Regions from separate parts of the Mus musculus genome. Here regions 1, 2, 3 and 4 are each linked to region 5. A link is a contact called in public ChIA-PET, HiChIP or PLAC-seq and Micro-C data. All regions are on one chromosome and are shown on one strand. Each heading gives the region's core, a stretch centred on a gene start, on an enhancer-like site or on the middle of the called end of the contact. The rest is flanking DNA. Distances are from core to core; before and after follow the strand shown. Region 1 overlaps Gm35419 (a long non-coding RNA gene). Region 2 has its middle 30 kb from the start of Gm46480. Region 3 has its middle 30 kb from the start of Gm35247. Region 4 has its middle 10 kb from the start of Gm41171. Region 5 has its middle 64 kb from the start of Gm35307.

Evidence for each region. Hi-C and Micro-C count contacts between places; a contact is called where the count stands out from the background. ChIA-PET counts read pairs in DNA pulled down with a chosen protein or histone mark. HiChIP or PLAC-seq counts read pairs in DNA pulled down with a chosen protein or histone mark.
Region 1: a Micro-C map of macrophages shows a contact between it and region 5, with 2.8 times the contacts expected there. The contact joins two enhancer-like sites. A contact is called at or near these places in 2 of 484 Hi-C or Micro-C datasets (cerebral cortex and macrophages) and 1 of 115 datasets of contacts at active chromatin or transcription factors (neural progenitor cells).
Region 2: an RNA polymerase II ChIA-PET map of memory CD8 T cells shows a contact between it and region 5, with 46 read pairs. The contact joins two enhancer-like sites. A contact is called at or near these places in 1 of 484 Hi-C or Micro-C datasets (CD8 T cells) and 4 of 115 datasets of contacts at active chromatin or transcription factors (acute myeloid leukemia, embryonic stem cells, memory CD8 T cells and 1 more).
Region 3: an RNA polymerase II ChIA-PET map of memory CD8 T cells shows a contact between it and region 5, with 8 read pairs. The contact joins two enhancer-like sites. A contact is called at or near these places in 3 of 484 Hi-C or Micro-C datasets (bone marrow-derived dendritic cells, liver and nephron progenitors), 3 of 115 datasets of contacts at active chromatin or transcription factors (embryonic stem cells, memory CD8 T cells and neural progenitor cells) and 1 of 9 other capture datasets (embryonic stem cells).
Region 4: an H3K27ac HiChIP or PLAC-seq map of microglia shows a contact between it and region 5, with 6 times the contacts expected there. The contact joins two enhancer-like sites. A contact is called at or near these places in 1 of 484 Hi-C or Micro-C datasets (nephron progenitors) and 1 of 115 datasets of contacts at active chromatin or transcription factors (microglia).

What each region holds. Positions count from the first base shown.
Region 1 is chr14:62,162,306-62,165,005 of GRCm38.p6, reverse strand. All of the region lies in intron 1 of Gm35419 (a long non-coding RNA gene), which reads left to right. Among named protein-coding and RNA genes, the nearest start is that of Gm35419, 7.4 kb to the left of the region's middle. Within about 2 kb of position 1,390, at least 32 of the 459 cell types and tissues checked have an H3K27ac peak or open chromatin away from gene starts, as enhancers often do. A contact at or near this core is called in macrophages, where this site is marked.
Region 2 is chr14:61,735,302-61,738,001 of GRCm38.p6, reverse strand. No RefSeq gene overlaps it. Among named protein-coding and RNA genes, the nearest start is that of Gm46480, 30 kb to the right of the region's middle. Within about 2 kb of position 1,406, at least 136 of the 459 cell types and tissues checked have an H3K27ac peak or open chromatin away from gene starts, as enhancers often do. A contact at or near this core is called in CD8 T cells and memory CD8 T cells, where this site is marked.
Region 3 is chr14:61,786,538-61,789,237 of GRCm38.p6, reverse strand. No RefSeq gene overlaps it. Among named protein-coding and RNA genes, the nearest start is that of Gm35247, 30 kb to the left of the region's middle. Within about 2 kb of position 1,272, at least 31 of the 459 cell types and tissues checked have an H3K27ac peak or open chromatin away from gene starts, as enhancers often do. A contact at or near this core is called in memory CD8 T cells, where this site is marked.
Region 4 is chr14:61,835,048-61,837,747 of GRCm38.p6, reverse strand. No RefSeq gene overlaps it. Among named protein-coding and RNA genes, the nearest start is that of Gm41171, 10 kb to the left of the region's middle. Within about 2 kb of position 1,302, at least 46 of the 459 cell types and tissues checked have an H3K27ac peak or open chromatin away from gene starts, as enhancers often do. A contact at or near this core is called in microglia, where this site is marked.
Region 5 is chr14:61,969,955-61,972,654 of GRCm38.p6, reverse strand. No RefSeq gene overlaps it. Among named protein-coding and RNA genes, the nearest start is that of Gm35307, 64 kb to the left of the region's middle. Within about 2 kb of position 1,389, at least 136 of the 459 cell types and tissues checked have an H3K27ac peak or open chromatin away from gene starts, as enhancers often do. A contact at or near this core is called in CD8 T cells, macrophages, memory CD8 T cells and 1 more, where this site is marked.

The DNA of each region.
Region 1 (2,700 bases), core at 141-2,640, 190 kb before region 5:
CGAGATGGAGATTAAAACCCTTCTTCCCAGTGACTCCTTGGGGATCTGGTTGAAGTAAATCTTAAGAAAGTGTTCTAAATCCTGGTTACCAGAATCACCTGGGAGCGTCCCGGGGGCCTCCTGAATCTTCAGTGTGTCAGAGGCCTTGAGAGTCTGGTGAGAGCTAGGGAGCTTGTCTTGAAGCCAACCTGCCTAGTAGCCACACCAGCCTGCTGAGTCTGCACTGACTCCAGAGCTGAATGAAAGAGCAGGGCCAGCTTCTCTTCCCACCACTGTGACAGGAGGATGTCTCTTCAGGCCTTCACACTCTGGTGACAAGCGTCTGTTCCTTCCAGAGGACTTGATAAAGAGAAGACTCCATCTACAGCCACCCAGAGTGGTGGAACCACTCAGGCATCCAGACCAGGCCAAGGAGTCCCAGAACTGGAAGAAGCCATGGGGCTTTTATCTCATTTAGCAACACACGGCTGCAGGCAGCCTCATCTTCAGAGGTAGCTGTCTATTAGCCTTTGACAGTTGATGCCACACAAAAGGAAGAAAATGGAAGAAAGGATACTTGAGACTTCTGGGGGTACCCTCACCCTTCTTGTTCTGGTAGGAATACATCCTCTTTTCCCTTTCAATACTTGAGATCCTTTATCAACATCTGAAGTCTTTGCTCTCTAGTAAATTCTCTGGCCTCTATCAAACATCAAGCATAAAAATCTTTCCCAAGCTGCATAACTGTTACAGAGCTTTTGATCACAATGTGGTGATTCTTGTCACCACACCAAAGCCAACCCCCCCCCCCACACACATACAACATAACACACACGCACATGTACATGCACACACACACTTCATTAGGCTTTTCTAGGCTATAAACAGCTCATGGTGACAAAGACAAGGAACCCCTCAGGGCCACCTGAACTGTACAGTGGTCTCTTAGAAAGCAAAGTCTGGGGTCCTATCCTCCATTCTCAGAGCCATGAGGATACTTTGAGGAACATGGCTGCTTGTTGTCCCAATCCTAGTATTTATTAACCTTCCGACAGAAGGTCAGCTGCCTCCTTGGAACCTTGGTTAGAATTCCTGGACAGTCATTATAAAAGGAATCACCGAGTAATGAGTCCAGGAATGTTTTCCCAGCATATGCTCTGGTGGACATCTGTGTATAGGCCCCTTCCAGTAGTACATTCTGCCTCGGGTGGGCTGTCCTCCCTATGTTGTCCCAAGCTGGAAGTGGGGCCCAGCAGTAAGCAGGCTATCTGTCTTTGAGTTTGAATTAGATGGTGAGATGGTGACCAGGAGTATAAGGAAAGAAACGGTCCCAGCATAAGCCACACTCACTGTCCTGAAGCTGATAAAACAGCCTTTTTCCCTCCCCTCTCTTCAGTCTTCTAACCACAATGCAGAAACAGCTCACACAACCCCAAACAGTTTGTCACACGGGGAACTTATGTGGTTCTAGGAGCAGCGACTCCATTTGACTGTTCATTGCTGTCACCCTTTCTCCTATATTGAACCTTCTGCTCGAGGTGTCAAGCCAAAAGGACCCCTAATCAGAGGGCTGAGTGTCAGGATCATGGTGGGGAGACATCTGGAAACATCCTGAGGCCGAGGAAGGAGAGTATCTGCTCCAGAGATGCCCTGGGCTCTCTATGTGTTACTGTGGGAGCGGGAAGGTTGCCACATCTCCCAGCTCGCTCAGGCTTGTTGAGAAACACTGGTTTAGGCAAGGCAAAGAGCCAAGTGTAAACTTAACTGTCCCTCACGGGTGTCAAGGCGCACAATAAAAGTCTCCCATCACGAAGCTACCAAAGCTGGCAGCGAGGCCTTCCTGACAGCTGGAAGCAAGGACTTTAAAGGCTGTTGGGAGGGAGGATCTATCTCCCTTACCTCGTGGGGCTTTCTAGACATTTGCATCAGACTTTTGGGCATGGCTACTTCCCTAAGCTGGAAACATGACTCTTGAAGCTCTAAAGTGGAGCCTTTGCCATTTCAGACTGAACACTTCTCACAGGGACAGTTCCATCTCTGGCTGGAGGGTGAGCAGTGGCCCACACCAGTCCTTCTCCCTTTCATCCGTACCAATGAAACCTTGTTTTTATTTTTGGTATTTGTTTTGTGAATTCGAAAGGCAGCATGCAAGGAAGCAGGTTTCTCCCCAGCACTTCCACATCTGAGTCATTGGGCTGTTCTAGTTCATACCTGACCCCCCCACCCTTCCATACCCCCCCAATCCCCCCCCCACAGCTGATTCTCTCCCTTTCCTTAAACAGGCATCTCATCTACTTTCATGCCGCATGAATTCTACTACCAATCCACCCAGCCTCCCCGCTCCTCACCACCCTCACCCCTCCATACCACCCACTTCCCCCCCCGCCCCCCCAGCTGATTCTCTCCCTTCCCTTAAACAGGCATCTCAGCTACCTTCATGCTGCATGAATTCTACGACCCCCACCCCCACCCCGTCTCTTTCTGTGTAAGAGGTGTTTGATGTTGCAATTCCATGTGGCTATGTGACAAAGTTATAGTTAACAATGTATACGCAGAGTTTCTGGGAACAATTTGCTGCCATTTCCTAGTTCCCATTTTATTTTCTTCCTGCTTTCTGAGCATAATGTGTTGAGGGGGTGCAGCAACCACTTTGCCGGCATGAGGGGAAGGAACAGACCAGACCTCAACTAAAGATGGTGAGATGGGAAGACGGAAACTTTC
Region 2 (2,700 bases), core at 157-2,656, 230 kb after region 5:
TAGCCTGAACTTGAAGTTCCTGTGTGAACCAAGGCTTGACCCTACTGTAGGCTGGTGAGCTTCTGAGTTAGGCTGCTTTGCACTACCCCACCCCGACCCCACCGCCAACTCCCTGCAAGCGGGCCTTTTCAAGGACTTGAGGCTTGCTTGCTCTTTCCTTGGTGCACAGTTTAATCCACAGATCTACGGTAGCTTCCTTCGCTCCCTCATTCCAACCTCTGGACTAGCTGAGGTTAATGAGTAAGGGGCTGGTCAGGTCAGGGCTTCCTTTTTGGCAAGGATGACAGAGTCTTCTCCCACAGTGAGTCAGGACATCAGCCCAGGGAGCTGCCAGCAAGGCCAGGCTTGGGAATGCTCCCTAGCCAATGACAAATACAGAAGTCATACTAGATCCTGGAAAAAAAAAAATGAGAATGGTCCACAGGGAGTTCCTCGGGAAGTGGGCTGGGGACTGTTAAACAAGGTTTAAACTGAAGTTAAAGCTCCCCACTTGCACTTCTGGGATAAAATAGAGCACTTTAATCAAGGGCAGTTATAAAGCAGGAAGTTCAATTTGCCTATTGAACTGAAACAAAACAAAACAGCAACTGTGCCTTGTTTGCTCCAAAGCAGCCCGACTACCATTCTAACCTGTGTGCAGAAAACTTGCACAGGAGCATCTAAATGTGTTCATTTTAGATTTTTCTCAACCAAAGTTCTCTCCTTAGAGTCTTTATTGTGGCGGGGGCAGGGAGGGGGAAGTGCTGCCTCTTTAAACAAGCTCTCTCTCCGGGTTTTAAAATGCTCAACTCGTTTCATTTTCTTGATAAAATTTATCTGTGATCAGGACTGAGTCAGACCAAAAATACTTCTATAAGATTTGACCTTTTACTGAAATCCCACATTGAGATAATACACCTAAAATGGTGGTTACCAGTAAGGCTTTTGTTTTTCAAAAGTACATTTAAAATAAATCACTTTTTTTCAAGCAGAAAACTGTTTTGAATTAAGTCCTTCACAGCCGATCAGCCTGAGAGTTCTCGCTCTTTGATTTCCTTTTCATGCAAATTACACCAGGAGAGTTGTGCGTGTGTAGCACTGTCCAAACCACATTTAGCTTTCACATTTACTTCGTGTCCAATTAAGTCTCACAAGTTTACTTGCCTGTAAGACTCTATAAGGATTACATTATTTTTTTTACTCCTAAAACAAAAACAATGCCAGCAAAAGCCATTTTTTATTGTTAGCGAATGAAACATTTTCCAATTTTACAAGGATAATTAATTCTTTGCACTTTTTCTCATGATGATGAAAATACTTTTTATTTTTGTGTGTACTCTTGTTTTTTATTGGCTAAATTTGCTTTTCAACAGTTCCATACCCACATACAACACATTTTGATGACTCTCAACCCTCCCTCCCCCTTACCGCCTTCCTTCCTGTACAGTCCCCACCCGGCTCTGCAGCTCTGCAACAAGTCACTTTCCTATGTCCAGGCCCCTTTGTTTCGTTCAGGGATTTTTAAAGCACGGTTGTCTGTGTGACCGAGAGTTTGGTACTCTCTGTTGGAGCGTACTCTCTGTTGGAGCGTGGTGGGCTCATCGTTGACTGTATGTTGAAAGGCAGTGAGGGCAACAACTTTTCATTCCTTCTGATGAAGTATTTTCATGTATTTTTTTTTCTTAATTCCAACAAACTCTTAAATGCTTTATTATTTAAAGAGTTTTTAAGGGCTTTTCATTTGAAGCTCTGTGACTTATTATAATAGCTACTCACCCCAGCTGTGAGGAGTGCCCACCTGGAGTTTAATCACCTGATTTCTCAGTGAATTCTTGTTTACCCTTGAAATGGGGGGGGGGGAGAGTGGGAGGGAGTGGTGAGGGGGAGACACAATTAATGACAGATTATCTAAAACAAAATCAACTCCAAAATTCCTGTGAGAGGCTATTTGTGTTAGTGGCAGATTTTGCGTTTTCCTTAGCAACTTGCTGTGAACACCTGAGGATAACAAAATTTTGAGCTGAACAGGAAGTCTAGGAAGAAAATCATTATGAAGCAATTACATCTAGTTTTCTAAATCACCATAAAAGGAATGTGCTGCCTCCAGAGTTAGCAGTGGTGAAGTGACAGGTTTTAAAATTGGATCAGAGAAGCAGGATTGGATGGATCTCAGGTAGTAAAGAGCTTCCCTGGCACGCACAAAGCCTTGCCTTCCATCCCCAACACCACAGAAGCCAAGCCAAGTTAGCTCGGGCCTGCAATCCCCACTTTCAGGAAGTAGAAGCAGGATGATAGGTTCAAGGTCATTTTAGCTAGCTGCACAGAGTCTGGCTGGGAAAAGCTAAAGATTTCATCAGCCCAAATGGCTGGTGTAAGCTAGAAAGGAGAATGAGCTGAATGGTGAGAAGCCGGATGGTTAGGCTCAGGGAAAGAGTCTCGGGCACGGTGTAGAGCAGTTAAGCCGCACTGCAACAGGTAGCCACCAAGAAGAGGGAGAATAGAAGAACAATGGAATAGGAAATCTGCTTCCAAGTCACAGGGGACAGCAGCAGCAGGAATGGCCACAGAATCTAAGGAAAGCCAGTCTTTTGTTTTAGGGTTTTGTTATTGTGTATTAGGTATGTCTTGTTTTGTTTATATTGCTGTGGATAAAACTTCTAGACAAGGCTAGCTATCTCAGACCTCAAGTCATCTGACACCTTTCTTTTGGACTAGCCACTG
Region 3 (2,700 bases), core at 23-2,522, 180 kb after region 5:
CTAGGCAGACAAGTAAGATGCGATGATGTAACAGTCCGACAAGAGGGAAAGTGGGCTGGGCACAGTGCCATGGGGTGGGGAGGAGCGGTCTCCAAGAGGACGTGCCCTAGAGAACCAGGCATGCGCATTCACATGAGAAGATGTAAGGAGATGGTCCAGCCGTTGTTGTTCAAGCGCGTGTATGACAACATACAGACTGATGTCTGTATGTCCACATGACTCCAACAGCAGCAGGAGAGACCAGTCAGGGGCTGTTCTAAAGAACTGGCTTCTACTACGCTGAGCTGAGCTGCCTCCATATGATGATTTTTGCCCCGTGGCTTTGCTTCCTCAGAACTCTAACAATACGCAGTTGCTACCCTGCTCCTACCTCCTTTCCGTAAGATGAAACAAAAGTAATAACCGCTGAGACCCCTGGTAATCAAAGGTGCTTCCTGGACCATGGCAAATGGGAAAGGGCTGTGAGGGCACGGTAACGGCCATAAACAGGCGGAACCCAAAGTGACTGCATACATCATCAGAGACTCTTTGGGGAAAGCCAGTGGTGGGATATTGGGACTGATTTGAGGTCTCAAACACTGACAGAGTTGGAAGCAACACAAAACTCACAAAGTCATCCTGCTTTGGGGATGTTAAAAGGAAACACTTGTTTGGAAACAATTTTCAAGTGTGAAAAGAATAGGAATTTCCATGGAATCTGGGAGCAGCCCGACCACACAGCTGAAGTTGAAAGATGTGTCACTTGGGGGAACTGAGGTCTGGCTGCTAGCAGCACTCATGATGCTCGGGCACCCAACTGAGAAACCCTGACCTGTGATGCAGTAAGCCAATGACTCCACCCAGAGTAAAGCAGGCTCCTAAACACCTCCCAGTCTTGTTTCTCTTCTCTGCCTTGCCCCAGCATTCCATCTTCAAGAACCATACACCTTGAGTTTCTTTCCACATCACTTCTTCCTTCTCCACTGGTAAGTTCAAGTTCACAGAAAATGTGAAGTGGTTCCTGTGGTACCCTCTCTAACTGCTCCCCAGGTTAGGTTAGAATCAACAGACCAAAGGCTCCCGAAGCAGGTCTTACCCGCTATACATTTGAGAGTGTTGATGTGAATGAACACTTAGCTTTATTGGCCTCTTCTGGGTGGTTTAGTAAAATTAGGCTCCTTCGCGGGCAGTCATATACTGCTATAGCTTGTCTTCCAGGAAGCTCTTTCTACTGCTGCCTACAGCTCCAGAAGTAAACCCTTAAAAGGTGCCTTCTCAGGAAACGTGCAGTCACCCCCCACAGCCTACCATCCTGCTTGCACCTGAGGTGACAGTGACAAATGCACACTGTATAACACTGAGCTGTAAAAGGCAGACTCCCAAGACAGGAAGCAGAAATACACATGGGAACCCCCAGCTGCAGAGAATTGGGGTGCTTTCCTGTTCTCAAGCCTCCATCTCCCGCTTTTGTTTTCTTAGTCTGAAAGGACAAATTTCTCCTCTGCTCTCACTGGGACTCCTCATAATGGATTTAACAGGACCGCTGCCTACAGAAGGATTGTGGTTTTGCTCAAAGCTAAGGCCACTTTGTGTTCAGAGCATTTTATTTATTTTGGGGAGGGGGGCAATGTTCAAGACAGGGTTGTGCTATGTAACAGCCCTGGGTGTCCTGAAACTTATTTGTAGACCAGCCTGGCCTGGAACTCACAGAAATCCACCTGCCTCTGCCTCTGACTCTTGAGTTCTAGGACTAAAGGTGTGCATCACCACACCTGGCATGACTTTAGAGCATTTAGAATGATAAACTTAACTGTATCTTGAAAAGGAAGCGGACATGAACTTGAAAATTGTTCTTATGATAATAACAATGGGTATTTTTAGGCAATTTACTAAGGTTAATAATAATAAACAACAATACTGTCATAAAATTATTTTAAGTCAGGCTTACAGTGTTTAACTCTTGATGTACTCTTAGTTAGATATAAATATGATATTTCAGATAACCATCAAAAATTCAACTTTTCTACTGCAGTAGAATAATATATGCTCATTCATATGATATGATACATGCAAAAGATTGATGTGTAAATAGATACACCATAGAAAGGTTTAAAGCTTAAGACATGCGTTTTCACCTAAACTTCTCATCTTCTTCTCAGCATCACTGAGGGTCCTGTCATGTGCAGAAGACGCTGCTCTGCTCTAGTCTCCCAACCCCTGGCTCTTACGACTTCCCACTTCCTCTTCTGTGATGCTCCCTGAGTCTTGGAGACAGGGTACAGTGTAGATGTCCCATTTGTGACTGAGCACCTCACTGATACTCTCTGTACCTGGACCAGTAGTGACTCTCTGCATTAACCATGCCCACTGTGCAAAGCAACTTCTCTAATGAGGTCTCCACTAATATACAGATGTAGACATATAAATATAGAGAATAGCTCCATACTGTCCATTTAGCAGATCAATAGTAAACAGATTCACCTCCTGAAGCCTGTGACTCACTCACCCAACCATTGGTTCCTTTACAGAACCAGGCAAGTGTTTTGCCCTTTGGAACAGGCCTTAAGTCCAACCACGAAGCAGTTGGTTACTCCTGTGACCTGCCTGCCTCTACCGCACCCATAGGTATGTCTTGCCCCCCTGGTCATTATTGCTGTCCACAGGGTTTACAGCACAGTAACACTATTGATGAACCTTCCAGTGCTGGGAAGGCCAGCCAGC
Region 4 (2,700 bases), core at 53-2,552, 130 kb after region 5:
AAATATTACATTTTAGCATATAAATCTGCATACACATTATTAACAACACTGTTTACTTTATTTTTTTATGCTAAGTCTCCAAAACCCAACAGGTATTCCTACACATCACAGTTCAGACAAGACACGCCTGAGCATGCTCAGTAGCCAGCTGCTACCTGAACTTTACTTGAAGTTACTTGCTTTAGTCTTTATTTATTGTTGACAGTTTCATATGTATACATATGGTGATTATTATTTACCCTCTATTGCTATCTCTCATCCCCCCCTCCCTCCCTCTAAGCCCTGTCTTCAGTCCAAGTAGCCCCCTACTGCTCTCATGTTTTCTTTTGACCCCCTGATTTAATTAGGGTTGATTCTACGAGCATGGATAGTGTTGTGTGCTGGCATAGGACAACTGACCAGTGGGTACACCATTGACAAAAATGACACTCTTTCCCCTGCAACCACTAATCACTAATAGCTCCTTGGGAAGGGGCAAGGCCATATGGACACCTTGCTACCCGTGATGGGGTGTTGAAAGACCCTATCGTGGGCAGGCAGCCAAAGCTATTGTGTATTCTTGATTGCAGCAGCTGTGTCATGTCTAGTAGTTCATAGCACTCCTTCTCAGCCCCTCACTAATGCAGTCTTTCATCCCTGATTCCACAACGTCACCTGGGCCTTGGAGAGGGTGACATGAATGTCCACTTAAATCTGAGCACTCAATGGTTGCTTGGATCGCTGCACTTTGACCAAATATAAGTCTCTCCATTGACAAGCTCACTACAAAAAGACAAAGAACCTCTTGTGGGCCCAAACTTGAGAGCAGCATGAGTCTGTGGAGAGAAGGATAAGTATTTAGAAGGTAGTTTGACCAATGTGTTCATTTAGCAAAACATGAGTAGATTCTCCCCTGTGGCCTATGCCCTCTCAAGCCAGAGGCTTTTGACTAAGTTTAGAATGCCAGGCAAACTACCCGCCCATGGAGTAGACCTCAAATCTAATCAGAAAATGGTGCTAATGCCCAAACAGCTGCACAAGAAGTCATATCTTTCTTAGAAGCGGGCCAGCGTTGTGTTACACAGAGTCTACAAACGGCTAAGCACAGGATGTTACCCAGGCTGCTGGGGGAGAAAAGTCAAATTATTTTTAAGTCAGAGTTGAAGATGTTCCCTCTCAGACAGATCAGAAACGTGCACGGAGGCTTTAAAGGAAAGGTATTAGAGAAGCTTAAGCCCTCTGCGACGCAGTGTGTGTCTACAAGTTCCCAGTGGCTAGACTGACATGGCAGGTGTGGCTGGCTTAAAGCTCAGCCACAAATTCCTCCATCTGGTTAAATACAGTGACTTCCCTTTTCAGGCCTCATGTGGACAGGCAAGGTCTAACCTCTAAGCCACCAAACCTCCACGAATGGGAACCATCTGTGCTACACCTGCAATCACACTACAAGAAGGGGGGTGGGGGTGGCGTAAGCCATCACACATTAAAAGTCCAATTGCTAGGAAAACAGACTTTTTTTTTTCTTTTTTGGTCAAGAGACAGATGAAAGGAAGTAATTCATCATCTATGGTCCTCTACACAATAATCATAAATGCCCCCGGCATGGAGCTATTTACCTCAGCAGGAACAAAATAAATAATCTACAAGTCATAAATCTAAACAGCCAGAAAACCTGGCTGCATACGAAGAAGAAAAGCCAAACGAGCCCCCCATGAATTTGGTAGGCTGTCTTTTTCCAATTGATTTGAGAGGAACCCCCCATAAATTATACAGTCCTATATGAATCTTACCACCCCCCCCCCATGCCTTCTAGCACGGTCCCTCCAGAGGCTCGGTCTGAGTAAAGGAATTTCGTTTATTTATTTTCCATTTCCTTCCTGTTGTAACTGTATTTTTATCCTTCCTGTTCTCCCTGCCCCCTCCCTCTTTTCACAGTTGTGTTTCTCAGACTCTTTAACACACACTGGGATTTTTTTTTTTTGTTGTAGTGGTTGTGCTCGGTTGTGTAACATTAGCCATATTTCTTTGCTGATGTTTTTTCTTACACACACACACTGCTTCTTCCTGCTTGGGGGAGGGCTAGGGAAACTTCTTGGACCTTAACACCACCTGGAAGGAACAGGGAAGCCAGCTGAGTGCTCATGATGGAGACAAGCCCACTCTGCTCTGGGAGGCAGAGGGGTGTGGGGGAACAGTCCTGAGGTCAGTACAGGTTTTCAAATAAATAAAAGAAGCCTTACCGCTGTAAAACTTAACTTTGGTTGTTACTGTTTACAGTCACAAAATATAAATACCTTGATTTTTCTTTCTGTTTTTGGCATCAGAAGGAAAAAAATAAAAAGGAAGGATGGAAGGAAGGAAAGAAGAAAGAGAAAAAGAGAAAGAGAGGAAAGAAAGAAAGAAAGAAAGAAAGAAAGAAAGAAAGAAAGAAAGAAAGAAAGAAAGAAAGAAAGAAAGAAAGAAAGAAAGGAAGGAAGGAAGGAAGGAAGGAAGGAAAGGAAGGAAGGAAGGAAGGAAGGAAGGAAAGAAAGAAAGAAAGAAAGAAAGAAAGAAAGAAAGAAAGAAAGAAAGAAAGTTAGTTAAAGGGTGGGGTACCTGAAATCCTACCAGAAACAGAGTTGCTTCTTCCAACAGGGCCCTACCTCCCAAGGTTCCACCATCTCCCCACAGGTCACTTAACCTGTGAATCCATCAATGGTTTAAACCATTGCTTAGTTTGGA
Region 5 (2,700 bases), core at 140-2,639:
AATAAAATGTATCTAAAACTGCAGTCCACTCTGAAGGTGTGTTCCCCCATGACTCTTACATACTTTGCAAGACTTTCTTAGTCATTTAAAAATCTCTTTTAGGAGGCTCATAAGCTAATTTCTGAATCTTTCATAAAGATAGGCTCCATGGTAAAGTTCTTGCCTATACAGGCAAGGCCCTGAGATTTTTTTCCCCATTCATAGTCAATTACTGCACCAAAAAATAAAATAAAATAAAATAAAATAAAATAAAATAAAAATTAATCCAACTACTACAACACAAGGAAAAATCTTCTAGAATGCTTGTTTTCATCAACAGTATTGACACACCCTCCGCAGACAGGATCTAACTGAGAACAGGTTTCACTTCCAGAAAAAGACCCTTTAGGATAAAGCAATTTAACTACAATCTCATTTTTAATATAATACAAAGGGAGACATTTCTGATCAGCTAAGGCATTTACTATAATAATCTGAATTATGCTTTAGCAAGTCATACAATAAGAGACTCCTTTTTGAAAAAAAATTTAAAGAAATTAAAGTCATTAAAGTCATACAGAGCCATGGGGGAGAACTGGAAGCTCCCATCCCGAAGGCTTATGTCTTCCTGCACCAGCCGAGAAGCACATAATATCATCACAGTTCCCACAACCAACAGCGAGAGTCACAGGTTACATGCTGTTCCAACTTTAGTGGAAAATGGCTTTCCCTTTAAATAAGTTTCACTTTCAGAGAAGACGTTCAAGCACATGGCATAACTGTAGGGCTGTGAAGCCCGTGGCTGCACACAAATCCTTCCACAGCAAAGGAAGCCCTCTCATGAGCCTCAACCTTGCAAATCACATCCAGGAAAAAGTCTTAGCCATAAGGGGCCAAAGAGGTGGAAACCAACGCTTCAACCGGGCTCTGATTCTCTGAGCCACCATCCTCCACATGGAGTCTTTAACCACAGAAATTGGTAGCGACAACAGAGAAAACAGAAGTGTTAACTAAGGCACAAAGTCAGCAGGTTTTCTGATTTGTCTGTGCCATGCAGTTGCCCACACCATTCCTCTCACCACCTCAGCACACTCTGACGTCCTGTCCTTTCCTTACTTTCACATCCCTGTTTTATGGAATAAAGCCCTAGCACTAACAGATGTGGCAAGAAATCACTTTAGCTAGAACCTTCCCTCCCTGCATCCAATTTCCAGCCTGTTAACGCCACGAGCCTTTGCAAAGAACTCAGTATAACTTTCAATGACACCAACACACACACACACACACACACACACACACACACACGCCCACTTAGTCTCTTTTAACTGAAAGTCTTTAGAAAGAGGAAGTAGCTCCAGGAACTATCACAGCATGTTCCTGGATGCTGGGTGAAGGAAACCCACAGCAGACAGTTGCTCTAATGGGGCTGGTGCAGGCCGGATGCTGCTTTGTAGTAACTAGCCTGCTGACAGTCAGCACATCGTCACACTTCTGTTTTGTCACAGCCTCCCTTCCTTCCAATACTAGAGATTGTGCTTCAAAAAACACATAATATAATGTTTTAGAGCCATGGTTATTGGTATCTATTTTATTGTCTCTATCTAGAGCTTCTTGAGACACCAGAAATGAAGGCTCATTAACAAGAGAGCAGGAAATCCCAAGCCCAGGCCCTCGGTAGAGAAGTTGGTAGGCTCAACTCTTTTCTGAACAGATTCTTTGCTTTATTAAACATAACCATTGGTGTCTAATTGTTTACCGTTTCCCAGAATACAGAAGGAAAAATACAACACAATTGCTTGGAATTCAGGAAGCAAAAAATCACACAGCAGTACTTTGGCAAATGATTGTCTAAAACCAAGGCAGTAGTAACCAAGGAGGGCAGCCCTGGGTAATGGCTAACCCAGAAAGTCTGACTGAGCCCAATTAAGCAGCTGTGGGGGGCAGGATTCCACTGCTGAGAAGAACCCACAGAAAGCAGTCTGTTCTAGTCCACAAACAACTTTGTGGGTAAAGCGAGCTGAAGAAACAAGCTCAGGGCTCTCCTACGACCAAAGAAGTATTACTGCTATCTCCTTCTATAAAACACATGGATTTCTAAGTCATATCGGCACCCTGGCAGCCAGGGAGTCAGGGGTCAGGGGTCGGGGGTGAGGGTGGTGTTGGGGCAGTGATGGGTGGGTTCCTGAGTCCATTGACTATGTATGCTTACTTAGTCCTACCCATATGTAGGTCAGTCTTTGGTCATTTCTCTAAACAATACAGTCATTGCTCAACCCAAGATTACCCCTAGCCTCACTCCTGTAGAACAGAACATTCTGGCTCAACCAAGAAAGGTTCTCCTAAGGGAGGCAGTGGGCATACCAGATCTCATCCCTACCAAAAAAGGCATCCCCTTCAATCCCAATCATTTGGGAAGTTGGGGTCTGGGTTCTGGTGCTGACATGGCTTCAGTTACTTAGAAGCAAGTATTAGAATCCCACAAAGGTAGTCTTTTCCCCTTGGTAACATCGCATATGAATGGAGATAGACAAATGGACTTGAATTCTTAATCTTTAACAAAAAAAAAAACATATAGCTGTCAGGACCCTTCCTTTATCAGGGCTGATTATTCTTGAGGTCATGGTCTATGGTGTGTGTGTGTGTTAATTTTTTTTAATCAAATAAGTACCTTAAATGCTGTCCCTCATAAATCATTGCTCAACCATCTTTTGGCACCAGGAT